Linked DNA regions of Zea mays: region 2 is linked to region 1. Evidence: chromatin contacts called from public Hi-C data. All regions are on one chromosome and are shown on one strand. The core of a region is the stretch at or near the end of the contact, and the rest is flanking DNA. Distances in the headings are between cores, read along the strand shown.

Region 1 (7,165 bases), core at 3,186-5,685:
AACTGACTAACTTATTTCACAGCCGCAAAACTGTTTATCCATTTAAAGAGGAAATGATTCACAAAGCACTGATAGTCTGATACAAATAAGATGTCTTCATTCATTGTTTTATGCATTAATCAATAATAAATTGAAATTTGACCTACTCTCTGTACATAACGAACGAGGGACATCATGCACAATATTTGCAGTATCAAAGCTGTAGGATTAAACTCATTTGCAACATCTTAATTAGTAGGGTATATTGTTTTGCTCATCGCTCGTTTTTTAATGAAATGTTCATATACATGTTGCAAGAAGCAATCAGTTAGTCCAGCTCCAATCTCCAAGAGTCTTTTATTCAAAAGTTAGGGATGCTCTAAGATCTATACTACTGGTCATGATTATTCAACATCTATATATATTGTGATGGTTACATGAAACAACACGAGACAGAAGGAAAGAGGGGGGAAATACACATCTTTGGTCTGATCAGCATCTACCCTCCACTCATTTCATGTTAGTTCCCGATCAAGAATGTTCCAATCACATTTCAATTGCAATGTCAGAACAATGTAAGCATCAGTGCCAAACCGAAGGGATGAACAAACAAACAAGCTGAAACGTCCATTAATTAGCAGCATCCATCTTGTTATTCTCAGGCACCCTTCTTGCCGCCTCCGCATCTCACCTGCACCCCCAGTGTAGCAGTCGTTGATTGGCAGTTGATGTCCGCGCCGTACACCGTGTGATCCACCGGCAGCATGCAGGATGGCTTGCCGAGGCATTCCTGTCCATTCCGTTCCACAAGTCAGTATCAATCAGGAGGCGAAAATGTGATTTGTGACCACGGGTGCGATAAAGTAGTTCAACAAACATCACAGATGGTAACACGCATCATCACGAAGAAGCGTGTACCTTCTCAACGATCTGCTTTGCATTGGGAGTGTGGCAAGTGCCTACAGTGAAGTTGCCGCACATGCCCTCTGGGTTGCCGAAGCTGGCAAAGACGACTTCTTGGATTGTCTTCTCAGGGGGGCACATCAAGGTGCCCCGCCTGCTGTGATCCTCTGCAATGAGTTTGATTTTGTCACCATCCGTATCCCACGTCTTTATCTGTCCCGGGTTGTGCTCCGAGATGAACAGACATATGTCGTCTCTCGTCACCGTCTGCACGAGGATGCCATCCGGCTTGCCCATCTCCTCCTCGAAGACAACCAAAAGGTTGTCCTTGGATTTCAAGAAAGGACGCGGAATATGGTATCTGAAGGCAGAGCGGAAGAGACAAATGAAATGACATTTTGTTGTCAAGCTTGTATACCTGCCTCAATAAGGTTAACTCCACAAACTTACAGTGCTTGAGAAGGAGTTCCAGCAAGAGTTCGGTATGAGACCCAGTATCTACCCACGCCTTCACCATTCACAAAAATCATTCCTTTGTCCATTGAGCTCATGTCAAGTACAACGGGATCATCTCCATCTGGCTCATCGAAGTATCTCTAGCATGGCAGTGAACATAGTGACACCAAGGGCCAGGGTTGCAACCAAAATTGAAATGGATGTTTGATGTTTCCAAAACCTATAGTGCTCGTATTCCTGGTTCAACTTACCTTATACCAAGTGGCTGCCCGGCCGTTCTCGGCAGGTTTCCACTGAACTTTGCCCACACCTTTTTCTGAGTAGATCTCCTTGTCCTCACCTTCCAGTGCAGCCTATTGGAAACGAAGCGTAGAGGTGATCAAGTCCCGCAAGATGACATTGGTGCTTCCAAGGAAATGAGTTTTTCCTTTTGGGGTTAAAGACAACAGCCTTACCTTATGGCCCCAGCCATTGACTTGTAAATCCAACGTCCCAGTGTTCAGACCCTGGATTAGGCACTCCTGAATGCCACTCTTTACTTCAGCAAGTTCACCACCACTGTCCTGCAGAAGATAGTGAAACATGCAAATTTAGAGCTGATGGGAAGGATTATTGCATTAGCAGAGCGCATGGGCCACCCTTCTATTTATGATATTTATATATGTCCACCTTTCCAAAATAAAGTGTTTGTAGCTTGCGTCAATACAGCCATATTTTTTTCGCCTGGATATCGGCTAGGACAGTATAATCAGTCATCTTACATTCCAAACACATTCCACAGTTCCGACGAATTTTTACCTTCATTCCCATAGTTGACGACAACAATACAACATGGTTCACACCTACTTTCAGATCAACGGGTTTTTCAAACATGAAACCCTTCACCTGCTTGCTTCCGCGTGCGCATCCTACATGGAGAAAGATTTTGATTTGTACAGTAGTTTTGCTGGCATTCTTGCAACAAGCGAGTGCCTTTGGAAGAATAAGATTGTTACAGAGTTGGTCCAAGTTACCTACGAAAGCATCATTGGCAAATCCCATCATTGAGTGTGCACTACTTTTGACCTGAAGCACAGGCCGGATGTCATTTCTAAAAGGCAAATCGTCTGACTCCAAGCGAAAGCTGAAGATGGTAACAAATAAAAATATAGTAAAATGAATTTTTTGATTGAGAAAGATAAAGAGTAACATTGAGCTGAAACCGTAAGGTGTGACAGATAAGAGTGATACCTTGTGGTGTACCATAAGTAATCACTAGCGTCCTTGGTTTGGTTAAATTGCTCCAGGGGTTCCTTCATCCTGACTTTAGTATCACGGTACTTCGGGATTTTTTCTGAGTACATCTCCCATTGGTTATTCTTGCTTGTTACCTCTGAGGTATGGTATGACCTTTCATTGTGTTGTACAAACACCTGCCATAACAAACAAAATACAAATTAGGGCCCAATGCCTATGTTCCTAATTCAGTTGTGGTTAAGTGCAAACAAACACACCCTCTTGGTATTGTAAACCACGTTCTTGCACCCTGCAAGAATGGAGACTGAACGGCTAGGCACGTAGTGCTTCTCCCCTCGGAAGATTACTGTTCCATCTTCGCCCGTGTTATTGTTGGAAAGGAAAGAGAGGCAAAGATTTTCTTCAGGCAACTCAAAGATGTGTGCCTGCAACATAGAAAATTAATCACAACACCAAAGAAGATTGATTTGTAGGTCAGAGAACACAAGTTTCCAGGAACCAAAATGATTGAAGAAGTTGCTCCCAACCTCATACCCATGACCCAATATCTCAGACGAATGCTTCCCCAAGAGGAATGCTTTCTGATATGACCTTATTACATTGTGCAAGTCCCTGAGATGCCCAAATTTGGGCTCCTTGTACATACCTATGAAAAATCATGGACTACATGAGGTGCTCCTTATGTCAAGAGGAACTACATGATGAAGATAAAAATAATACAGAAATATAATGGTCAACTGAATCGGTCTGACCATATTCATCCATGGGAGCTTCATCATAGTACCCAGTCAGCACATAAGAAGCCCCAGTCCTTCCAAAATTTGTTCCTCCGTGATACTGTTGACAAGTTAAAGTGAAATACCATAAATCTCCACATTTCCCTTGCAAATGTTTATTAACATATTCATTACAGGAACAAAAAGTAAATCCATACCATGTAGTAGTTAACCAATGACCCACCCTTTGCAAAAAACCGTAACACAGCATATGCAATGTCCTCAGCTGAACGCATAGCTACTTGATCGCCATATGCTCTGAATCTGTGTATGCCCAAGAAAATTAGACGAAGAGATTAATCCTTTGTGGATGCACCTTCTGTATTTCGAGGGGATGAGCTCCAAATGTTTGAAGCAGACGGCGCTCGGTCGTCCCCGCGCTGGGCGACCCGAGCGCCCCTCAAAACCCTAGCCGCCGCCTGAGCAGGCCACCGGAAGCCCGTGCGGCCTGTGATGACAGCGGCGGCGGGGCTCCTTTCGCTCCTTCCGGCGGATCTGGGCGGGCGCGGCCTCCCAGACCACGGGAAGTTCGTCGTCGACCGGGGCGTGTAGCAGGGAGGAGGCGCGGCGTCCTGGAGAGCTCCTGCGCATAGCTTCAGAGAGGAGCAGCGGCCACTGTAGAGAAGAGGGCGCTGCACGGCTGTGAGAGGAAGAACTGGGGAGGAGACAGGGAGGCCGGCGAGCAGCCGCCGGAGCAAAGATGCTCCCTGTGCGCGAGCAGGTCTGGGCGTCGAGTTTCCTTGGAGGTTCGCCAGAGGTGGAAGGAAGAGCTCCTGCGTTTCTCGCTGGGACTCTGCTCTCTTCGGCGGCTCTGCGCATTCCGTGGCGGCATCATGGTGGCGCAGCCAGGAGAGAAGTGAGGGGCTGCGCTCAGCAATGAGGAGGAGGCCGCGTTCGTCGGCAGGAGGGTGGCGCGTGATAGCGGCGTCGTCAGGCGTGACCAGACATCAGAGACAACTGCGCTTGGCAGTGGCTGCGCGCGTGCTGTCGATGCGGTGTTGGGCTGCCGGTTATGGTCTGTGCACATGGGAGGTGGCTCGTGATGGCCCGGGCTGGCGTTCCGAGGTGGCGACGACGGTTGAGTGTCCAGTGCCAGCTGGCTTTGGTGACTGCGGGTGCCAGGGCCCGGCCCGGCATCGGTTCTCGCGTGACAGGGTGATGCACGCGACAAGGTGTTGTCGCGTCCCGTGTTCCTAGCCGAAGGGGTGGCGGACGATGCAGCTATGCGGCTGCTGCGGCAGTCGACGTGTCGCTTCCCCCTCTGTGTAAGGGTGTATGCGGGATGTCTGGGCGGCAGCGACGACGATAGAGGCTGCATGCTTTTTCCTGGGGTCGTAGCCTGACGATGTGGCGGGGACATCTTGGGCGAAAGCTTTAGCGATAGTGACGCTTCCCTTGTTGAGGGTGTCTTCTGAGCGAAAGTTCGGTTCTTCTCGGACAAGCGATGGTGGTGTCCTAGACGTTACTCCCTTCGTGAAGGCATCGTTATTGATGTTTGTCTCGACCACGGCGTCGCCTCGCTTCTTGGTGTCTGGTATGCGAGTGGAGGTGAGATTTTGCTTCATAAAGTTGAAACTGTTGTGTTAGGGGATGTGGCTTGGCAACGATGACAGCAGGCGAAACCTCCCCTTCTTCGTGGACTGGATTTTGGTTCGGCGATTGGGAAATTGTCGGGGACGAGGCGGAGGAGCTAGCTTGTTGGTGAAGAATTGAAGCTGCCTCACGTGGGGTGTGTGAGACTTGGCAACGACGATGCACCGAGGGCTTCCTCCTTCTGTACCGGTGTTTGGATGTAAACGTCGTCGAGTTCCTTTGTCCATATGTGGTCGGTTTGGGAGAGTCGGAGCTGCTCGTCACTTGTGTTTGAGCTCGACAACAATGGCTCTGGATGGGCTTTATGTGTGTTGCATCTGTTATCTGAGTTGTTTGTGCATTCTGTGTAGATTTTGGGCCCGGTTTTCCTTAAAACTGGATCAATTTTATTCTTCTTCTTAATTAAAAAGCAGAGCTCCTGCCATTACGTTCAAAAAATTGTTTATAGAATGAAAAAATGCTTTTTGCTATAAGCATTGTTTGGCATATCAGTGGTCCTTTAAAAGCACTTGATCCTAGTTTTGAATGCAGGTTTTAGTTAAGAACAACTTTTATCGATATTAATAAAATGAATATACTATTTTAGTAAATCTTGCTCGAAATAACTAATATTCTATAGCACAGTTGACCCTTAGTTTCCGAGTTACTGGTTTAGGTTTAGTTGGCTAGCAGCCACAGCCAGATTGCTTCATTGTATTTATGGGTCCATCTGCTAATTGATGATATGTATGTTTTACTATTCAACTCTATCTTTTTATATTCTATACAATATGCAGGTATGAACATGTTCACTCAGTCAAACAGGCAGGTGGAACCTCTGATATGTATATAAAATACAAATTCCACTTCTTAAAGGGGATAAGGAGAATGGTTTTGAAGGTTAAAATGCTGCAAGAATCGATATATGCAAGTGGGCACCCAACTGTGTTTTCTAAGTCAGCTACCCCCCCCCCCCCCTCCCCTAAATTAAGTATGTGGCAAACATTTTACTTTATCTTATAAAAGTTTTGGGTGTACCCAATGACCCAAAAACAAGTGGAGCTTGTGTCCCTAATGTAAGGTAACTACACATATGAATGTGCAACATGGTTCTTGGAATGGCCATAGCTCATAAATTCATTAGAGCATCAGAGAAGTCCAAAAGCATAGCTAAATCAATTAGTATTGATAAAAATAGAAAAATGATAGCCAAAACTCAATCCAACGGACTCTTCATCTTGCTCGCTTCTCTATCCCGCTCGTCATCCCGTCTAAGCCGCTAGGCATCTTTGCCGAGTCCGCCCAGCTTGCCATCTCCCTCCTGACGTGTGTGTCGTGCGCCTTCCCTCCCTCGCGCCCCGCTTCGCTCTCGCGTCATGTCGAACTCGTTGTCCTCGTGTCGCCCCCACGCCCTATTGTCCTCGTCCTATGTGCGTTGGTCCTTGGCCGCTTGGAGGGACCAGAGGAAGCCGTGTGTGGGCCCGTAGGTAGTCGAGATCACAGCCCGCCAGCCACCCGCTGGTACTAGTCGTGCAGTCGGCAGAGAAGAGGAGCGTGGCTTCCATAGGGCTGACTTGATTGCACCTCCCTGCTATTCCTCCTTCACCTACTCGCTAACGTAGATGAGTACGATTTCATTTTGAATGAGAAGGGTGAAGCCATGAGAAGCAACGAGGAGGCAACATGTGTGGCTCGGTCTACACGGCAATGTCGACCAGTCTTGAGGTCGAGGCGGTGACGACCGGTTGTCAGGTGATATATTTTTTTTGAAACGAACCAGACAGGAGAGCTTCCGATTATATTGATAAAGAGGAAGGCCCAAAATAGGCAAACAACAACCCCCGAAGAGATTGTCAGGTGATTTGAATATGGATAGATAAAAAAACTCGGCCATGGAGGGAAAGACCGCCCTCCCGGCATTATATTAAGAAGAAACCGAAACATGATCCCTGCCGAGAAAATCTCCGAACCCTGGCCCCCCATCACTAACGGGTTGGCGTCAACTGTCCACTCTGCAATGGCCCAACCGGAAGGTGACGCACAGGACATCGTAACCCAAGAGCGGATGGGGCACAGCGAGGGGATTTTTTTTAACCAAGCCTGAAGATTCGCTCCCGAGGAGAATTGAACCCAGGACTTGGAGGTGCTACTCGTAAGTCCTTAACTACTATGCTAGAGGCTCTTTCGCAACATGGATAGATAAGATTTAGAGAGTTTGTTAGTTTATCCCATCGTTTAAGAGG
Region 2 (7,348 bases), core at 739-3,238, 310 kb after region 1:
ATCAAAAGGCACACAAAGATGCTATCTTTAAAGTTGTATATAAAGCTGCAATAACATGATTGCTTAACAGATGTGAATATGTGATCGGAGTAGTACAAAAAATCTATCTTCATCATGGCAAAGAAAATAGGCCATCAGAATTCAGAACCCATCTTAGCAAGTATTCTGGATAGCAAAATGGTTATCAACAAAATACGGTTGAACATGAAACCAAATCTTCACAGCCCCGTTCAGATCCAGCCTAACATGTTTGTACAGTAAGGTTAAAATAAACCATGAAGCTGATCTACTGATTTTTTTTTTACTTGGAAGAAACCAAAAGCATGCTGTGTTTCGTCTTTGAAGAAGCTCCTGACAGGGGAGAGAAATAAAATACCGACAATGCAAGCACGCCCACGTCCTTGTGTCCACTACCTTTCTTGTTTCTTCAGCAAAATCAATTGCCACCACAGCTGAATCATTGTTAGCAGCATTCCCCATCACAGACCATAGGTGAACAAACCAACACAACAAAAGGACCTCTCAAAAGCACATTGCCACTCACTCACTCACGCAGTCACACACTCACATTCCTTTAGATATGAAGAGTCAGGCAGTATGTTTCGATCATCCCGTATGTTCATGCTAATACTAAATGAAAAAGAAAAAGGTAAATCCACTGTGACTACTAAAGTTAAAGAGCAAAGAAGGAACTACTCTTACCTTGACCTCAAGAAACAGCTTCTTCTCCCATGCGTAGAGCTTCTCCACGGTGGATGAATGACTGAGCATTCCACCGCCTCCGCCATTGCCCATGGGCATTCCACCGTCTCCTCTCCCGAACCTTGTGAACCCATCGTTACCTTTCCCATACCCTCCGCCGCCCCATGCCCATCCCATGGGCTTCAAGCTCTTGCTGTAACTAAGTACCTTCCCTGCAGCAGAAGTAAAGGAAGAAAAAAAAAGGATTCGTCGGCGATAAGCGAAATGTAGTCAAGAACAAACAATCTATTGAATAGTTAACTGATTTGTCGAAGAAAAGGCATGCCTGGTAGGCTGCTGTTGGTGGTGGGCTCGGGGGGCTCGCAAACGGGAGCCTCGAGTAGTGCAGCAACGCGGGCGCCGGCGTCGGCTGCCTTGAGGAAGTACTCATCAAGCTCGGTGGCGATCTCCGCGAGGTCCTTCTTCCCGGCGCCGCCGCGGGGTACCGCAACGACGGTGAGCTCGCTGGGAGTGGTGGAGGTGGTGGTGGCGGTGACGATGGAAGGGGGCGCGGCCACCGCCGCAGCGGCCGTGACCACGGGCGGCGGCGCGGCGATGGGTGCGTCGACGACGGTGGTGGCGGCGTCGTCCCAGTCGGCGTCGTCGGCAGCGGAGCGGGAGGAGGAGGGCGCGAAGGGGTCCCAGAAGTCCCAGCTGGACGGCAGTGGCGGCAGTGGCGGCGGCGGGGGAGGGGGCAAGATCGCGGACGCGGAGATCGAGGAGGAATTGGTCGTCCAGGACCTGGCTGTCGTGGAGGGGCTAAACGGCGGCGGGGGAGGCGGCGGCGGTGGGGACGGCGGCGGCTCGTGGTGGGCCGCGGAGGAATGGGGGTGCGGGTGGTCGGCCTCGGCGCTGGCGAAGTGTAGAAGCGAGGCGCCGGTGGCCCGGAGCGCGCGCAGGTAGAGCGCGTGCGCCGCAGCCATGTCCCGCCGAGCCTGCACCAGGTGCTTGGTGTACCGCCGGCGAGCCTTGCACCGCGACACCGCCTCCAGCCGCTCCAGCCGCGACTGGCAGCAGCCCATCGCCGCTCCGGTTCCGGCGCTCTTTGGTGACCACCGCACCACACACCAGCTCTTCCTACAATCCGCCTCCCCCAGTCTCCCAAACCCAGCACCACGGCGACGCAGGAAGTAGCCGTTGAGCGAGCAGACGAGAGCAAAGGCTAATGCTGGAGCACTCTCTCTGCCCTCTTCTTCACATGTCACGCAGTCTTCGCACCTTTTACCATTTTTGCTGCTGGGGGAGAAGGCTAGAGTGAGGTGGGAGGACGGAGACGCGTGTTGCCTGTGACAAACAGGTGTGCAGTAACGGTCCGGTCCACCAACAGCGAGGCATGAGGTTTCGGGCAGTGTGCGCGACCTTGGTCTTTCTCAGGCTCCCCCAAATCCCTGAACTACCCCTGCCTTTGCACGCACCCGTCGGTCAGAGAAGGGGCAGCGTGGGAAAATCTGCGGCTCCAACGGTCGCGCCGCGCTGGGGTTTCGGTCGTGCTCGTGCGGCCGGGGGCGGTTTCGTGTGGATTGTGGAGTGGAGCGGCCGATCCACCTCCTGGGACGGCGGGCTTGGAGCGAGGCCGGGGCTTTTTTTTTTGGTGGGCCGCAGTGGCGTTCTGGGCTTCTGGGGCTTTTTTTTAAGCCACCGCACACGTCTTTTAGCAGAAAGCAGTCGAAAGGGACGAGGTGTGGTGGTCTGTTGGAAGAGGCTGGCAGTGTATTTCAGCCCTGATCGCGATTGGCAGCACTCCGGTGACTGACTACGGCTTTTGATGATTGACCGCCACCGCTGTGATTTTTTTTATAGGGTACAAGCACATCAATAACTCACACCACTCATCCATAGAGTACGGGGAAGATTCGATTCCTCCATTCCTAACTGGCTTCAGCAAGGACAATCTTAATTAGCCCCTCCCTTGTGTAATTTGGCTCACTGTATGATATAAACTGTAATTTTCCAGTAATAATAAAATTTCCAGTAGGGTTTCCCCCCTCCTGATCTCTCAAAAAATAACTCACACCACTACATATATCACACCACACGCTCGTGTTTCTATATATACCATGTGCTTTTATTTTAATAGAACACAAAATTATATGTTCTATTGGTTAGGTGGTTGTAAATGTGGAACCAACAACCAAAGTTTGAACCTTCAATTGTACATAATTTTATCTTATTTTTGCATATAGCATGAAAGGATGATGTTTAGACCACGAATTAGATTAGAAAGAAGTATATGTACTTTTTTATGAAAGAGACGACGGTGGAAAACTAAAAAAATTGTTGTTTTAATATAGTAGACAATGAGAGATCTAGACCTCTAGTGCGTGCAAATACGTGGTACCACTGAACACGAACGCGTGTGTAAAACCCTACCAAGGAAAAACCTGAAATGGGGCAATCCTAGGGATCGAACCCATATCTGATCGCTCGCACACCTAGCGAACGAACCAACTGGGTACAACCTAGTCCTTGCCACCATTGTGATTTTAACCTGGGATGATGCGTTGCTGATTTTTAGTTTAGGTTTGAGGCTTCAAAGTTCGGGCGGACGGACTATTTCCTAAACTTTCGCTTCGTGGAACTTCCACATATAAAGTGAAACCTCTACACTACACAACACGAAGAAGCTGTCTCGAATTCTATCTCAAACCAAACTTAGATGTTTTGAGCTATCCAATATCAAGTTCATAAAGTACCTGATAGTAGACGCGGCCTGATCTTCCGTGAGATACGATAATTTGATTGAGTGGAGATCTCGACGTTGATGATCCAAGGCTCCGAGCGAACGGTTCCTCGCAATCACTACACCACGGCTCCGTTGGTTATCACCCATGACACACGAATGACCTCACCACGAAGGCTTATCCCTGCAAGCGCAATCAAGAACACAAGCAAGAACAGGAAAGAAACGCAACCAAAATTGTATTGATTACGGGATGGGATCTCACAAGCCGATGACGGCGACACTGTTCGATGACAGAATTGATCTAAGCAAAACCCAAACCTAACATGGCGGCAACTGCTTAATAAATAGAGTATTAGGGCGTGCGTGACCCCTGGACTCGCCCCTAATGGGCTCCGACGCGATACACGGCCCAACGACCCAACAGACGGTGTCGCAGCACCAAAACAGAATCTGAACGCTGACTTGTTTCGACGATTTCTGTTGACTCCGGACGAATTTTAGGGTGGAACTAGTTGGGTTGGTTAGATAATCTCCTTAACTTTCCAACCATATCAAGTCCGTCGCAATCGGAGACCGGATGCATCTTGGGCGTCCATTTTAGTGCAGACTGGTCCTGGAACCCGAGATGGAGCCACAGCCGAGTCGGACTTGATCTCCTTCCTGTTGTGGGCGCCCTTGCTCCTCCTCCTCAACACCTAGGCCTTTCCCAAGTCCTTGCTGGTCCTCTCCAAGGTTCCTAATCATCAAAACATCCATGGCCCCAAGCGTAAGCTCTGAAACACAATTGACTAGGGTAGAACATACCTGGAGATTTAGCTGTCGTGCACGTGATCGTGTTATCGGTCCATTCATTGTATGTATAGAAGTGATGTCCTCATCATCCTCCTCCTCTTGAATTGGAGTCGTCCTCGACTCGGTCTCATCTTCGTCACCCATACATGGCTTCAAATCTGAAATGTTAAAGGTGGGACTAACCCCAAAATCTGGCGGTAACTCAAGTGTATATGTATTATCATTAATTTTTGCAAGAACTTTATAAGGACTTGCAGCTCGTGGCATAAGTTAAGACTTTCTCAAATCAGGAAACCTATCCTTTCTCAAATGAACCCACACCAAGTCACCAGGTTTGAAGTTTTCTTGGTCTTGCAGGATTCTACAGGCGATTTGTGCGGGATTTCAGCACCATTGCAGCACCTCTCCACAAGTTGACAAAGAATGGAGTGCCGTTTCGTTGGGGACCATCACAACAACAAGCTTTTGATGCCCTCAAGTTTAAGCTCACACAAGCACCACTGCTGCAACTTCCTGATTTTGACAAGACATTCGAGCTCGAGTGTGATGCGAGCGGCATTGGGATTGGAGCAGTGCTCATTCAAGGAGGTAAACCTGTTGCTTTCTTTAGTGAAAAATTGCATGGTCCAACTCTGAATTATTCTACATATGACAAAGAATTATATGCTTTAGTACGAGTTTTACAAACTTGGCAACATTATCTATGGTCTAAAGAGTTTGTCATACATTCGGATCATGAATCTTTGAAGTATCTTAAGAGACAATCTAATCTAAACAAACGACATGCTAAATGGATTGAATTCATAGAATCATTTCCTTACATTATTAAGCATAAAAAAAGGAAAGGATAATGTAATTGCTGATGCTTTATCTAGACGTTATACTATGTTGTCCCAACTTAATCATAAAATATTTGGTTTGGAGACTATAAAGGAATTATATGCTGCTGATTTGGACTTCAAAGATGCTTTTGAAAATTGCAGAGAGGGAAGAACGTGGCAAAGATTTATGCTGCGTGAAGGCCTTCTCTACCGTGCTAACAAGTTGTGTGTTCCAGCTAGCTCCGTTCGTCTTCTACTCTTGCAGGAAGCACATGGAGGTGGCTTGATGGGACATTTTGGTGTTAAAAAGACCAAGGATGTGTTGTTTACTCATTTCTATTGGCCTCGGATGCGGTGTGATGTTGAGCGCTACGTCTCTCGTTGCACCACGTGCAACAAAGCTAAGTCCCGACTTAACCCCCATGGTCTTTATTTGCCTCTTCCTGTTCCTCGTGCACCTTGGGAGGATATTTCTATGGATTTTGTTTTGGGATTGCCTAGAACAAAAAGGGGGAGTGATAGTGTTTTTGTCATTGTCGATCGTTTTTCAAAGATGGCACATTTTATACCCTGTCATAAAACTGATAATGCTTCACATATTGCTGATTTGTTCTTCACTGAGATTGTGTGTTTGCATGGTGTGCCAAATACTATTGTTTCTGATAGGGATGCTAAGTTTTTAAGTCATTTTTGGAGAACTTTGTGGTTTAAATTGGGAACAAAGTTGTTGGTTTCTACTACTTGTCATCCCCAAACTGACGGATACACTCAGCCCAGGTGGGGTTGGCCGAGGCCCAACAAATTAGGGTTGCCCGCAGCCCAATAGTTCATCAAGCACACCCAACTCAGGGAAAGGCCCAATCACCCCAAAAGACTAGCCCAATGGGGGAAGGGTGGCTCTCCCTTTTAAAGTGGCTTCCTCCTCCCAAGTTAAGCGAGGTGGGATAATTCTGAGGCTCACACGGTCGCCGTCCGACTACAATTGGGCCAACTGGGCCAATTGCGTCCTTGCCAACGGGTAATAGTGGAGGATGTCCTCATCATTCCCACCTTCTTAAAATGAGCCCTAGCTTTGATACCAATTGATAGTAGACGCGGCCCGATCTTCTGTGAGATACGATAATTTGATTGAGTGGAGATCTCGACGTTGATGATCCAAGGCTCCGAGCGAACGGTTCCTCGCAATCACTACACCACGGATCCGTTGGTTATCACCCGTGACACACGAATGACCTCGCCACGAAGGCTTATCCCTGCAAGCGCAATCAAGAACACAAGCAAGAACATGAAAGAAACGCAACCAAAATTGTATTGATTACGGGATGGGATCTCACAAGCCGATGACGGCGACACTGTTCGATGACAGAATTGATCTAAGCAAAACCCAAACCTAACATGGCGGTGGCTGCTGAATAAATAGAGTATTAGGGCGTGCGTGACCCCTGGACTCGCCCCTAATGGGCTCCGACGCGATACACGGCCCAACGGCCCAACAGACGGTGTCGCAGCACCAAAACAGAATCTGAACGCTGACTTGTTTCGACGATTCCTGTTGACTCCGGACAAATTTTAGGGTGGAACCAGTTGGGTTGGTTAGATAATATCCTTATCTTTCCAACCATATCAAGTCAGTCGCAATCGAAGTTTGGATGCATCTTGGGCATCCATTTTAGTGCAGACTGGTCCTGGAACCCGAGATGGAGCCGCAGCCGAGTCGGACTTGAGCTCCTTCCTGTTGTGGGCGCCCTTGCTGCTCCTCCTCAACACCTAGGCCTTTCCCAAGTCCTTGTTGGTCCTCTCCAAGGTTCTTAATCATCAAAACATCCATGGCCCCAAGCGTAAGCTTTGAAACACAATTGACTAGGGTAGCACGTACCTGGAGATTTAGCTGTCGTGCACGTGATCGTGTTATCGGTCCATTCATTGTATGTATAGAAGTGATGTCCTCATCAGTACCTACACTCACAAACACATACAAGCAAATAGATCAAGTGTAAAGCAAATATAGCAATTAAAACCACAAGAGAGACAAGAGATTTGTTTCACTTTCATCAAAGTTTGAGTTCCACTTGAACTTACTTATTTGTTCAGATGGCAATGAACAACTCACAAAGCTCATGCTCATGTTGGGTCCCTCTCGACCTCTATCCTCGTCCTCGTCTCTACTAGTTGGTTTTTTCCCTTTTAGGGGGAAGATTGCGGCTCTCACAAATTTTCCACGGCTCACCACAAATCTCAGAAGCTTAGCATGTATAACCATTTAGGAATCTTTTTTTCAAGACTAACAAATGCATCATGAAGTATGACAAAG

What was found. Hi-C and Micro-C count contacts between places; a contact is called where the count stands out from the background.
Region 2: a Hi-C map of tassel shows a contact between it and region 1, with 2.2 times the contacts expected there. The contact joins the promoter of LOC100280278 here to the enhancer-like site in region 1. A contact is called at or near these places in 2 of 25 Hi-C or Micro-C datasets (ear and tassel).

The regions. Positions count from the first base shown.
Region 1 is chr7:184,723,721-184,730,885 of Zm-B73-REFERENCE-NAM-5.0, forward strand. It overlaps LOC103633625 (beta-galactosidase 12), which reads right to left. Exons shown (of 19, transcript XM_008655348.3): 8 at 3,509-3,614; 9 at 3,327-3,411; 10 at 3,102-3,220; 11 at 2,832-2,999; 12 at 2,569-2,750; 13 at 2,352-2,461; 14 at 2,137-2,246; 15 at 1,794-1,901; 16 at 1,590-1,691; 17 at 1,333-1,478; 18 at 898-1,243; 19 at 308-769. The coding sequence ends at 638. Among protein-coding and RNA genes, the nearest start is that of LOC103633625, 5.6 kb to the right of the region's middle. Within about 2 kb of position 4,436, at least 20 of the 20 cell types and tissues checked have an H3K27ac peak or open chromatin away from gene starts, as enhancers often do. A contact at or near this core is called in ear and tassel, where this site is marked.
Region 2 is chr7:185,036,418-185,043,765 of Zm-B73-REFERENCE-NAM-5.0, forward strand. It overlaps LOC100280278, which reads right to left and starts at 1,989. Exons shown (of 4, transcript NM_001367925.1): 1 at 1,028-1,989; 2 at 703-914. The coding sequence starts at 1,763.